Regions from separate parts of the Sus scrofa genome. Here regions 2, 3 and 4 are each linked to region 1. The links are chromatin contacts, called in public HiChIP or PLAC-seq maps. All regions are on one chromosome and are shown on one strand. Each heading gives the region's core, a stretch centred on a gene start, on an enhancer-like site or on the middle of the called end of the contact. The rest is flanking DNA. Distances are from core to core; before and after follow the strand shown. Region 1 holds the start of PPIG (peptidyl-prolyl cis-trans isomerase G). Region 2 holds the start of BBS5 (Bardet-Biedl syndrome 5 protein). Region 3 holds the start of PHOSPHO2 (phosphatase, orphan 2). Region 4 holds the start of KLHL41 (kelch-like protein 41).

The links. HiChIP or PLAC-seq counts read pairs in DNA pulled down with a chosen protein or histone mark.
Region 2: a contact with region 1 is called in an H3K27ac HiChIP or PLAC-seq map of skeletal muscle. The contact joins the promoter of BBS5 here to the promoter of PPIG in region 1. A contact is called at or near these places in 7 of 47 Hi-C or Micro-C datasets (embryonic fibroblasts, fetal heart ventricle, heart right ventricle and 2 more) and 1 of 2 datasets of contacts at active chromatin or transcription factors (skeletal muscle).
Region 3: a contact with region 1 is called in an H3K27ac HiChIP or PLAC-seq map of alveolar macrophages. The contact joins the promoter of PHOSPHO2 here to the promoter of PPIG in region 1. A contact is called at or near these places in 1 of 5 promoter capture datasets (fetal liver), 9 of 47 Hi-C or Micro-C datasets (epiblast stem cells, fibroblasts, heart right ventricle and 3 more) and 2 of 2 datasets of contacts at active chromatin or transcription factors (alveolar macrophages and skeletal muscle).
Region 4: an H3K27ac HiChIP or PLAC-seq map of skeletal muscle shows a contact between it and region 1. The contact joins the promoter of KLHL41 here to the promoter of PPIG in region 1. A contact is called at or near these places in 2 of 47 Hi-C or Micro-C datasets (heart right ventricle and skeletal muscle) and 1 of 2 datasets of contacts at active chromatin or transcription factors (skeletal muscle).

Annotation. Positions count from the first base shown.
Region 1 is chr15:75,938,859-75,941,833 of Sscrofa11.1, reverse strand. It overlaps PPIG (peptidyl-prolyl cis-trans isomerase G), which reads right to left and starts at 1,437. Exons shown (of 14, transcript XM_021076269.1): 1 at 1,281-1,437.
Region 2 is chr15:75,849,355-75,852,329 of Sscrofa11.1, reverse strand. It overlaps BBS5 (Bardet-Biedl syndrome 5 protein), which reads right to left and starts at 1,470. Exons shown (of 11, transcript XM_005671912.3): 1 at 40-1,470. The coding sequence starts at 98. It overlaps LOC110257198 (a long non-coding RNA gene), which reads left to right and starts at 51. Exons shown (of 2, transcript XR_002339480.1): 1 at 51-205; 2 at 1,464-1,976.
Region 3 is chr15:76,005,866-76,008,840 of Sscrofa11.1, reverse strand. PHOSPHO2 (phosphatase, orphan 2) reads right to left here and starts at 1,566. Exons shown (of 3, transcript NM_001243373.1): 1 at 1,341-1,566; 2 at 163-196. It overlaps CCDC173 (coiled-coil domain-containing protein 173), which reads left to right and starts at 1,649. Exons shown (of 9, transcript XM_003133469.5): 1 at 1,649-1,836. The coding sequence starts at 1,773.
Region 4 is chr15:75,874,097-75,877,071 of Sscrofa11.1, reverse strand. It overlaps KLHL41 (kelch-like protein 41), which reads right to left and starts at 1,378. Exons shown (of 6, transcript XM_003359548.5): 1 at 28-1,378. The coding sequence starts at 1,137. It overlaps BBS5 (Bardet-Biedl syndrome 5 protein), which reads right to left. Exons shown (of 11, transcript XM_005671912.3): 11 at 2,122-2,975.

The DNA of each region.
Region 1 (2,975 bases), core at 188-2,687:
TGTTTAAAGCAGAAGTACGTTAATTTTTTCATAGGAATAATCTCATCTCAAAGGGTTAACAATTTTTAAAGGGGGGGAGATTAAACGGAGAAATTTTCAGATACACAAAAAATACGAATGAGAGAAACAGCCATTCTAGATATCTGTACCTTTACGCCTCCATTTAAAAAATGTTTTACACACCCCCTCTTCATCGTTACAAACCGGGAAACTACTGGCCCTTCTTTGCCAAATGGTAATAAAACAGACACACTCACATACTTTTCTATCCGGTTTTAGCTACTGAAAATTAACAACAGCCTAATTTCCACAACATTAAATTGTTCCTTGGACTTATTTATGATCACTATTGCTAAAACTTGGCCCTGCATAAAGTATTGTTATAGGAAGAAATTGAAATCACTGCACAAAATGGTGCTTCTATTACATTTCCAAAATGACCGAAAGTTCTCCATTCCCGCAGACCTCGATTAAGCACATTAAAAGACTAAAGATGAGCCAAATTCTCACACTTCCTCCAAGGCATATGGAGCTTCTAAGCCATCGCTTTCCTCCTAAAGAGTAATTATCGCCTGAAAGGCCTGCGCTGCTCACAGCTCCTCAGAAACGTGGGAGAACTTGGAGTCAGCTCTGGGATGAGAAGGGAACATCCTGGATTTGAGAAACAGGAGAATGCTTAACTAAGTGGCCTGTGCTACTTCACCACGCAGGATAGCCGCTGTGAGAGGAAAAGGTCGGAGTAGGGGAAAAGCCTGTCTTCAGTCTAATCTTAACCCCTGTGATCCAGGCTCCTCGCCTGCCACTCTCCAACCCTAATCTGACAAGATGGCAGGTAACGCCTCCCGCTTCCCCACCTATCCTCCCTCCTACCCCGCATCCGTGCTTAGTCTTACGATTATGAAGCATCAAAATCACCCTGGCTCCCTAGAGTTCAGGCCGCCGTCGCTGCCGCCATATTATAGCTTGTGCGGCAAAATGCGTCAGGGAGGGAGGTGTGAGCCCGAGCCGAGAGGGCGGGGGCTGGCAGGAGGAGGGCCGTTTTCCAGGCCCTAGAGGCGCGGCTGGAAACCTCCTCCAGCCCCAACAGCTGCAAAGCCCCCGCCACAGTCCTTAAGGGCTTCTGCTGGAGCCTGGCAGCCCCGATACCTCGAGGGGAAGACAGTTAAATCCACCCGGGCCTACCGCGGCGGCTCCGCCCCTCCTCGGGCCCTTCCCGCTCTCGTACGCCAGAACTGCTGCAAAGGACGCCACCGAAACAATATGGGCCCGCAGCCACCTACTTGCACCAGTATGGTCTCCTCTTCCCGGGGTCAGGTTCTTTAAAGCGCTTCAAATCTACCGCCTCCAGAAAAGGCGCTAAAGCCCACTAACCGCCTCCCTCCCCCCACCACCTAGTCCCGGCGTGGAGGGAAAGCGTCGCGCCGGAAGTACGTCATGGCTCGGCGGACCGCGTCTCCTGGTGATCCCTTGCCTGCGTCACCTCCCCCTCCCTAGAGTTCTTGGATTTTGGTGCTTGTTAAATTCCTGGTGTATCGGTAGCTTAAAGCTTTATTTGTAAGCTGACTGGGAATGTTTGTAACCAATCATTGTTCACCTCGTTGGTGAAATGAAGTGCCTCTTTTAATTAACATTTATTGATCCTCTGCCAGGGTATGGGAAGGAGACCCTAGAAGCTTCCAGGTCAGCTTCCAGTTAATGGCTATGACACAAGTCTTAAAAAACAGAACTGGGAGTTCCCGCTGTGGCTCAGCAGAAAAGAACCCCACTAGCATCCATGAGGATGCGGGTTCTATCCCTGGCTGCGCTCACTGGGTTAAGGATGGGGAGTTGCCAATACCTGCTGTGTAGGTCGCAGGTGTGTCTAGGATCTGGCACTTTGCTGTGGCTGTGTTCTAGGCCGGCAGCTGTAGCTCACATTTGACCCCTAGCCTGAGAACTTCCACATGTGGCACTGAGGCCCTAAAAAGAAAACAAACAAACGAAAAGAAAAAGTGAGGAGTTCCTCTGTGGCTCTGCAGGTTAAGGACCTGGCATGGTCACTGCTGCGCTTGAGTTGCTGCTGTGGACCAGGTTCCGCCCCTGGCCAAGGAACTTCTGCGTTCGGGGGTGTGGCCAAAAAGGGGGAAAAAAAAACACGGAAGTGAACAAAACACTACATGAGGAAAGAAGAAAATTACAAAGGGCATTGGACCTCTTTGTTATTGTTTTGTTGTTGTTTTTGTTTGCTGCATATGGAAGTTCCCAAGCCAAAGGTCGAATGGCATCTGTAGCTGAGGCCTCTGCCACAGCCACCACAATATAGGGTTGGAGCCACGTTTGTGACCTGTGCAGCAAGTGGCAGCACCGGATCCTTACCCCACTGAATGAGACCAGGGATCCAACCTGCAGTCCCTATATATAGTTTATCATTGTTTTAGTGGGTAAAGAAATTGAAGTTCAGTGAGGATAAGTGCCTCCCTCCCTGGTACACCGTTCTTAAATACCAAAGCACGTCTGACTCCAAATCCAATGTTCTTTAGGGGAAGTAGGACACCTACTGTTATTTAACGTTTTAAGAGATTAAGAATCTCTAGATTATGTTAGAATTAATTCCCCCTGCTTTTTGGTGAAGTCATCGGCAATCAAGGCAATCAATCGGGCAATCCAGTCTGGCAATCTGGAGATAGAAGGTGGGTGTCTTTTAAAGGAACCACCCTAAGAAGTCTTAGATTGTATTATTGTATGAAAAGAACATAAGTTATAATCGCTTAAAATTTTCACTCATTTTCGTTAGGTAAATTAGTAATTACCAACAACAGCTTGGCAGGTGTACACTTAAGGGTCCCGATCAATTTTACGTAACTATAAAACTGAGAGGACAGCCCCTGCCACTTTTAAGCCATTGCCTTCGTTGTAGGAGAGCAACAACATACTCTTTGTATGTTGTGTGGTTTTACACTTTGCAGTGAGGAGGGCAATTCTACAATACCTTAAAA
Region 2 (2,975 bases), core at 221-2,720, 90 kb after region 1:
CTACAGGTCCCAGGCCTCTGGGGAATCTTGGCGACTCACTGTGCGGACACATCGAAGCGGACATCCCGGTCCTCCCAAAGCGCGTCCAACACCGACATGATGTCCGCAGAGGTGGAGGCCGAGCGGCGTCTCGCCGGTACCAAGGCAACGGAGCCACCTCGGTCACGACGTCTACGGGGGGTGCCGAGGCCCAAAATTCCTCCAGGTAGTCTGCGCGCTTTCCGGCCCTAGTCGACTGGTAAAGCCGATTTGAGGCTTTCGGCAAGATTGTGCGACTCAGGGAAGCGTAGCTGGCCAGCTCTCAGGAGCGGGTGCTTGACTTATGAGCGACCTTCCTCGCCTCCTGGCACGCCTCCTTATGCTGCCCCACTCATTCCCTACATCTCTCCTTGCTGCTAAGATTTAGACTTAAAACTAAATTCCTCAACTGGCCCAGCCCACCTTTTGGAGTCCTCGCGCCTTTTGCCCACTCTCCACCCCGGCTGGACTCAGAGGCCTCTTTCTCTGTCTGGAACTCTTGTTTCTCCAGATCTCTGCATGGCGGTCCTTTATCACTCAAGTCTCCCCTCAGAAGTGAACTGAAGCGGTCGTTAAGCTTTCTTCTACTAAGTGCCCCGAGGACGGGGCCTGCTGGAGCTAGTTCCCTTCGAGCAGAGCCCAGCACAGAGTAGGCACTCAATGAGTACTTTTTGAATGAATCAAAGTGCCGTCCTTTCCTCAGCTTGGGACACTTTAAACCAGTGGTTCCAGGTGTGATCCGAGAATTCCAGGAGGTCCTCAAGATCCTTGCAGGGTGCTGACAAGGTCACAGTGTATTCATAATAACATTATTTGCCTTTTTAACTCTCAATCTTTGCATATACAATACAGAGGAGTTTTTCAGAGGCCATATGATGTGGAATTGATTGTGGAAGAGAAATGAGAAGACAGCTGTCTTAACAGTAAGCTGGACATTAGAAAGATTTGCAAAAATGTAAAGCAATCTTACTCTCCTCACAGATTTTTTGAAAAATATGTGAAAATATAACATGTTCATTTATAGTGAGGTTATTTTTACTTTTTAATGAATTCGGTGAATTTTTAAATAGCTCAATAGATATCAGTAGGTATAGCCTATATAAACAAAAGCTCTTTCAGCATGAAGGGGTCCTGAGATAAAAAGCTTGATAATTGCAGCTTTAATTTCTCTGGTGCTCCTGTGTATCAGTCTCTGTGCCAAAGATGGGATACTACTAATATGAAAGGCATGAGGAGTTTTTCTCAGGTTGAAGAGTGTAACTGAGACAAAGGAACATGTGGTGGACACATACTAAAGTGGCCCCCAGTGAGTCATGCCCTTGTATAGTCCCCTGCCCTTGGATGTGAGCAGAACCTGTGACTTGCATCTAGCCAATAATATATAAAAAGGATGATGGGATGTAAAAGTGATGGAATATCCTTCCCTCCTTTATACTATGTTATAGAAGACTGGATCTCAGCTGACTGAGCAAGAGAGACTCTCTTGTTTTCCTTGAAGAAGCCAGCTGCTGTGAGACCTCCTTTACTCCAGTGGCCTCATGTTGTATAGGTGCAAGGACCTGAAATCTGCCAACAACCTGAATGAGGTTGGAACCAGATCTTTTCCCCATTAAAACTTCTGATGAAGCTTTAGCCCCAGGAAATATCTGGATTGCAGCCAGTTTGTATCCCTAAGCAAAAAACCCAGGTAAGTCATGCTTGGATTTCTGATCTATAGAAACGCAGATAAAAAATGTCTGTTGTTTTAAGATGTGGTCATTTGTTAAATACTGCAATAGAAAACTAAGATGAGCATTCCTGCTGTGGTGCAACTGGATAGGCAGTGTCTTTGGAGCGCTTGGATGCAGGTTTGATCCTTAGCTGGGATCAAAGGTCCTGGCCTTGCCCCGTTTATGACTTGGATCTGATCCCTGGCCAGAGAAGTCCATATGCTGCAATATGACAAAAAAAAAAAAAAAGAAATAAAAAAAATCTAAGACAGATATTGGTATCAGGAGTGTTGTGCTACTTTAACAAACGGCAGAGGTTATTAAATCCAGCAAAATTCTACTGGTAGGAAGCAGGCTGATAAAGTTACCTGCAAACATATACTACATTTCATGAAAAAGGAAAGATGGGGAGTTCACACTGTGCCTCATTGGTAATGAACCCTACTAGTATCAATGAGGATGCAGGTTCAATCCCTGGCCTCGCTCAGTGGGTTAAAGATCTAGTATTACCTTAAGCTGCAGCATAAGTCACAGATGCGACTCAGATCCAGTCTTGCCATGGCTGTGGTGTGGGCTTCAGCTGCAGCTCTGATTTGACCCCTAGCCCATGAACTTCCATATGTTGCAGGTGCAACCCGAAAAAGGGAAAAAAAAAAAAAAAAAGAAAGAAAGAAAGAAAAGAAAAAGGAAAGATGATTCTGAGGAAAGAAGCAAGAGCCTAGAGGGCATAGCTAAGAGCCATGAAAGATTAATTCCCAGATCTTAAAATTTAATAAAAGTCCAACATTTGCCAGAATGGATGTCAGAATTTTTATATGCCAGTGACTCATTTGTACCTTCCATTTCCCCACTTTTTAACTGGAATGTCTCTAATGTTGTCCTGTGTCTGTCCCACCATTGAATGATGGGAATGTTGGGATCATCAGTCTCTTTAGTTTCACAGGTCATCAAGGGGCATCGTGCTTCAAGGAACTGCTCTTAATACAGTCAGGAGCCTCATTTGCTCAGATATAAATGATTTAGATGATGAAATCTTGGCGTCTGAGCTGATGCTATAATGTGATGAGAGGGGAACCATGAAAGGAGTGAACGGTTTTTTTTTCCCTTTGGGAGAGTCATGAATTGTCGAGGACCATAGCCAGAATTCTAGGTGGCCTCTAAGGTTCCCATGGTATACATACCTTATGTAATCTCCTTCCCATGGAATGTGGGAGAATTTATGAAAATTATAGTATATCAGTGCTGTGG
Region 3 (2,975 bases), core at 317-2,816, 67 kb before region 1:
CCTAGTTCTTGATTATTTTTAAAACTATGACGGCAAAAAACCCAGCTCTGACTTTTCCTAGTTCTTGATATTTTTAAAACTATGATTGCAAAAAACCCACCAATGTTGTATGTGAAAAAACTAATTTCTGCCAACAATTTTTTTTAATACTCTCATACTTACCAGCATTATTACAATGGAACATCTGGTAGAAAACCTAAAGAAAAACAGTACAACTATGTGTTAGAACTCCACTGATTAAAAATGGCAAAAAGCCAAAAAAAAAAAAAAAAAAAAAAAAAGAACTCCACTGATTAAAGATCTTACCTCTCTTTATTTTGAGCAATTTCAATTTGATGCCTAATGTGTAGTGTCATAGCCAACTACCTTGTAATGAAATCATTTGTACTTATATGTGCTAGAAAAGCATCTTGTGAAACCAAGCCCGTATCCACTCTTAACAGGTTTCTGCATCCTTAGAGGGTGATTGACTCCTCCCCTCCCCTCCCCACAACACATTCAATTTACTATATTGTATTTATCAAGCAATTAAAAATATCTTAAAGGTCCTAACAGGAGTTCCCATTGTGGCTCACTGGTTAACGAATCTGACTAGGAACCATGAGGTTGTTGGTTCATCCCTGGCTTTGCTCAGTGGGTTAAGGATCCGGCATTGCCCTGAGCTGTGGTGTAGGTTGCAGACGAAGCTCGGATCCCGAGTTGCTTTGGCTGTGGCGTAGGCCGGCGGCTACAGCTCCGATTCAACCCCTAGCCTGGGAACATCCATATGCCGTAGGAGCGGCCCTAGAAATGGCAAAAAGATAAATAAATAAATAAATAAATAAATAAATAAATAAATAAATAGTCCTAACAAATATTCTGGAACAACATCTAAGTTTTAACATTCCTTAAAAAAACAAACAAATAGGAAGTTCCCCTCTTGGCTCAACACTAATGAACCCGACTAGTATCCACCAGGACGCATGTTCGATCCCCGGCCTTGCTCAGTGGGTTAAAGGATCTGGCCTTTCCGTGATTGTGCTGTAGGTCACAAATGTGGCCGGGAGTTTCTGTGGCTGTGGTGTAGGCCGGCAGCTGCAGCTCGGATTAGACCCCTAGCCTGGGAACTTCCATAGCCGCGGGTACGGCCCTAAAAAGACGAAAAACAAAAACAAAAAACCTCCCAAACAACAACAACAACAAACTAAACCCTATCTAGCCCAGATCATATCTCTAAAAACAGAGTACTTAAAACTGATTTTCTGTCAATTAATGCCTGGGTTTCTACAGTTGAGAGGAGGGATTGCCCTTCACCTTCCACCCCCGAGAAGGCCTCGCTCTCCCACACACCTGCCGGGTACCTGGAAGGTAGGGGCAGGGACCTAGTCTGGTGTCCTTTCCCGTGAGGCGCACGTCGGATGCCGATGGGAGCACCACGCCGGGGCAGGCGGAGTCCCCAGGGCTCCTCACTGACCCAGGCCAGGGAAAAGCAACTGTTCTGCCCTCGGAGCCGCTCCCGCTGATCCTGCCTTCAGGCTGGCTCCCTTGCCCGCCAGCTCCGGCTGCTCCACTCGCACGCCTGGATTTGACTGCCGCGCAGGCGCAGCCTCCCTTCTTCAGCCACCCGCGCCTCCATCCCGCCCCGGTTGATTGCGGCGCTTTCCTTCCAAGCTTCGGAGGCTGTCGTCACTTCCGGCGGCGTTGCTAAGCAACTGGGCGGTTGAGATAAACACTCCGCAGCCTGGAGTCCGCTGAGTTTTCGCAAGGAATCGCCTTTCCAACCTGAGAGCGCCATGGGCACCTCAGAGGTGGTGGTACGGTTCGGAAGGCGCTGTGGACGGGCGAAGGAAATCACGGGTGAGCTAAACTGGCCCATCTTGGCACGGGCATTGTTTCTTGTCCCCAGCATGGGGTGAGAGGTGCCAAGGGAGGGCTTTCCTTACCTTCTGAAATGCTCCACCAAGTAGAAAGCAGCGCCATGGGCATCCTTGGGCTCTGTGTAAATTGAAACAGTTTAGCCCTTGAGTGAATGGGTGGGTGGGAAAAGCTTACCGAAAAAAGGGTAGGGAAAAGAAGTCAGAGAATCCCAATTGACGATCTGGTCACATCCTCAAGCTGCGCAGTTGCAGCTCCAAGAACTGGTGTTTGCTGAATTCTCTCGCGCTTAAGCTTTTATTCATTGAGTGAATTGGAGTATATTTTGGAAATATCAGTGACCTCATTAGAGTCTTGGGTCTGCTGTGAAACTACTGAGTGCTCTTAGGAAAGCGTCTGAAGGAAATGTCTCAATTTCTTCAACTCTAAAGTGAAGGTAAGGTATCACCTTAATGCGAATACTTTTATAGAATGTAAAAATAATGCTACTTAACTTATTCTGTCACATGATCTTTTATAAAATTTTGATTTTGTCATAGAAGTAGCCCAGTGGAACATTTAAAGAGCTCTTTATTAATTCCAGTGATTTTAGCTTTTTAAGTCTGTAAATTCCTGGTTAGTGTTGTCATGGTGAAAATTAGAACCTGAGGAACTTGGACTATCTTGTCATTGCCTGAGCTTCTGTAGCAATAGAGTCCCTCCTGCCAAATGCAGAGTGAGAACCAGCCATTCTCCTACCAGTAGACACTAGTGGGTATTTATGCAGTAAAGGACTTAAGAAGTAACAGGAGTTCCCACTGTGGCTTAGTAGGTTAAGAATCCTTCATACTCTCCCTGAGGATGTGGGTTCGATTGCTGGCTTCCCTCAGTGGATTAAGGATCTGGCTGAAAGCTGTGTGTGGATCTCAGATTAGCCTCAGATCTGGTGTTGCTATGGCTGTGGCACGGGCCTGTAGCTGCAGCTCCGATTCAACCCCTAGCCTGGGAACTTTCACATGCCACAGGTGCAGTCAAAAAGAAAAGCAAAGAGGAGTTCCCGTCGTGGCACAGTGGTTAACGAATCCGACTAGGTTGCGGGTTCGGTCCCTGCCCTTGCTCAGTGGGTTAACGATCTGGCGTTG
Region 4 (2,975 bases), core at 129-2,628, 65 kb after region 1:
TACTTACATGAAAACAGCCTTTCTTACCTGGAAGAAGTATGACTGTAGAGGCTGATCTTTATTTTCTTCATCCACATATAGTCCTCCGACCACATATACCTGATTTTGTTGGGTGACGATGCTGGAATGATTTCTAGGGATCTGCTCAGCCAGGGCAGTAAGGTAGCATTCATTTTCCGTGGGATCGTAAGCCACCGCAGCTGTGTCATTAACCAAGAGGATGAGGTCTTTGACAAACATTCCATGCCTGGGAATGTCATTCAGGTAACCAGGAAGTAAATCTTCATCACCAACATCACCATTCACCTCACCAGCCCCAGCCTTCTCTGTGTTTTTGCTGGGTTCTGGGAGTTTGCCTGCGAAGGCATCTTTGAGAACTTTGATTTTTTTCTGGAGTTCTGGGTTGCTTTTAATTATGTCATCTTTCTCAACATGATCTTTAAAATATTTTTCTGTCATGAGGCGAAAACGGATACAATCAAACACTTCGCTAAGGTTTTTAACCCTGTTTTCTTTGTCTGTTCGCACCCATTTCATCACTGCCTCAAAGACTGCTTCTTCCTTTTCTACATTTAGGCTGTCATTGGAAATGACTGAGATCAGCTCCTGTGGAGACAACTGCATAAAGTCCTCTTCCTTACAAATCTGTACAAAGCGATCAGACACAAATTCACGAGCGGAGATGGCAAGTCTTGGGCAGTCGAGAAGAAGTCCTAATCTTAGGATAGCTAGACAGTTACCAGGAGCAAGTCTTTTCTGAAGATAAGAAACACAGACGGTGAACACCGAGGGGATCTGAAAGCGGCTGGCCAAGGCAAAGATATCTTGCACATTTCCATCGTTGAGATCAATAGTGGCAGAGTATAGGTATTTAATGATTAAATCCAGTACAGCAGGATCCACATTATCTAGAACTACCTCCTTCTTTTTCGCCTCATCAATTTCAGATAAAAAATACTCACGAAAGTAAGGACTACACGCTGACAAAATCAATCTGTGGCAAGGAAGACTTTTGTCACCTGCTTTTAGGGTGCAATCGATGAATTTTTTCTCATCCAGGAGATCTTTTAGACCATCCTGAAGCAGGGTGGATTGATAAAGCCGCAGTTCCTCTGCGAGTTCCCGCTGGGAATCCATTTTGTGAGTAACCTGGGTAAGGAAGGGGACACTAAGGCCTTAGCTCCTCACAGCACACAGGTCTAGCAGTAAAAAGGCAGATCAGTGTGCTTTGCCCAGCTTGAAGCCTTTGCAATTTAATCCCACCAGCTAAATATAGATACCAACTCTAACAACGGGAATTTAGGAGAGAGAGCTGGTTTGGAAAGAAGAGTTGTTCTTGCAGCTGTTACAGATTGAAAGGCACAACTGGAACTTTTAATCACTAAGGAAACAGCTAAGAAACAAGAGATTTAAATGAGGTGGAAAGCTTTAAAATACATAAGGTATTAGGAGGTATGCTATTAAAGGCTACCACAAGAAAATGCTTATTGAACTAACAGAAAACTGAATCATAAAAATGAGTCAGTCCGCTAAAAATGGTCTAGTGGCAAACTACTTGGCTATCTGAATTAATGATGCAAAGGTCAAGAATATGAGGTGAGTTCATTTGGATACTCATAACTTTCCAATAACTGTTACACACAAATTTTTATTTTCTACCTAAAACAGTGGGATATGTAATTTTCTTTTAGATGTAGGAAACATAAAACTTCTACTTAGTTACTCTAATTACAGTTTTTTTTTTTAAACTTTAGAATAATACTCCCCATCATGATTGAAATAAATGCAGGGAAACTGCTAATTTTCTAAGACATTCTAAATTATCTTTATTCTCAGGCGGAAAAACTATAATTAGTATTGAGTTAAATTGTAAAATTATCTAATTTGTTCACACCTGGCCCTGCTCTACAAAGTACTTGATGTGGCAAATAATAATAAGAATAAAACAAGCAAATTAAAGGCAAAAGTTAAAAGGAATCAAGACCAGAAAAAAAAAAAAAAAAAGGTTAAAAGCTAACACTAGGGAAAGAAAAAAGAAAAATTAGCTCCTGTGGCTAATCTTAATGATTTGACAAAAGTTCCTTTATACTGAAGGTATACACACATAAAATATGATCACTGTGGTTTTAAGTGTTGATCTTTAATTAAATAAAAAGTAAAACGGAACAGATATAACCCCATGAGAACAATGCTATCAACAGAACATAGCAAAATCAGAACAAAGTGCTACCTCACCGATATAACTTGAAAAACAGGAGGACTTACACATGAATAAAAAATATATATATAGAACTAGAGCTGTAATTTGTTGACTGGAATAGGACACCATATCAACCAAGGGATGCAGAAGGCATTATTTGAAAAAAATCAATACATCTTCATGAATTATTTTATCACAAAATTATACTGTCATAACGCAGTGGGGCTGTAGAAACACTGTAGTTTCAAAGGTTAAACATGCTCAAAAGAATATAAGCTCTATAAAGACAGGGATTTGGGGGACCTTTGTTTTGTTCAGCACTACAGCCACAGGGCTTCTTGGGTGCTCCATAAATATTTGTCAAATGAATTCCACTCCCAATCAGGGAATTATGTATTTTTAAACTTCAAGGTCTCCATCCAAGAGTAAAGGTTTTTTCTCTTATTTTACATCACGGTGAAGTCAATGGTACTGTCAGCTGCTAAACCAACAGCTGAGAGAAGAGCTCATTGACTCGTTTCCATATATAGATGCCACTAAAGGTTTTAACACAGTAGAAAAAAACTAACAGCTGCTCCCTTGTTAAAACAATAAATGACTCATTTCTCTTTACACGTAACACCTAACATTTGAAAAGATTAACGAGTCATATGCAAACACCATGATGTGACATTTGAGGTTATTCCTTATTAATCAGCAATTTTAGTCTCTTTTGTTTGAAAAACTACTGAAACAATATTCCTGTTGCATTTTATGACCTGCATAAATTTTTCAG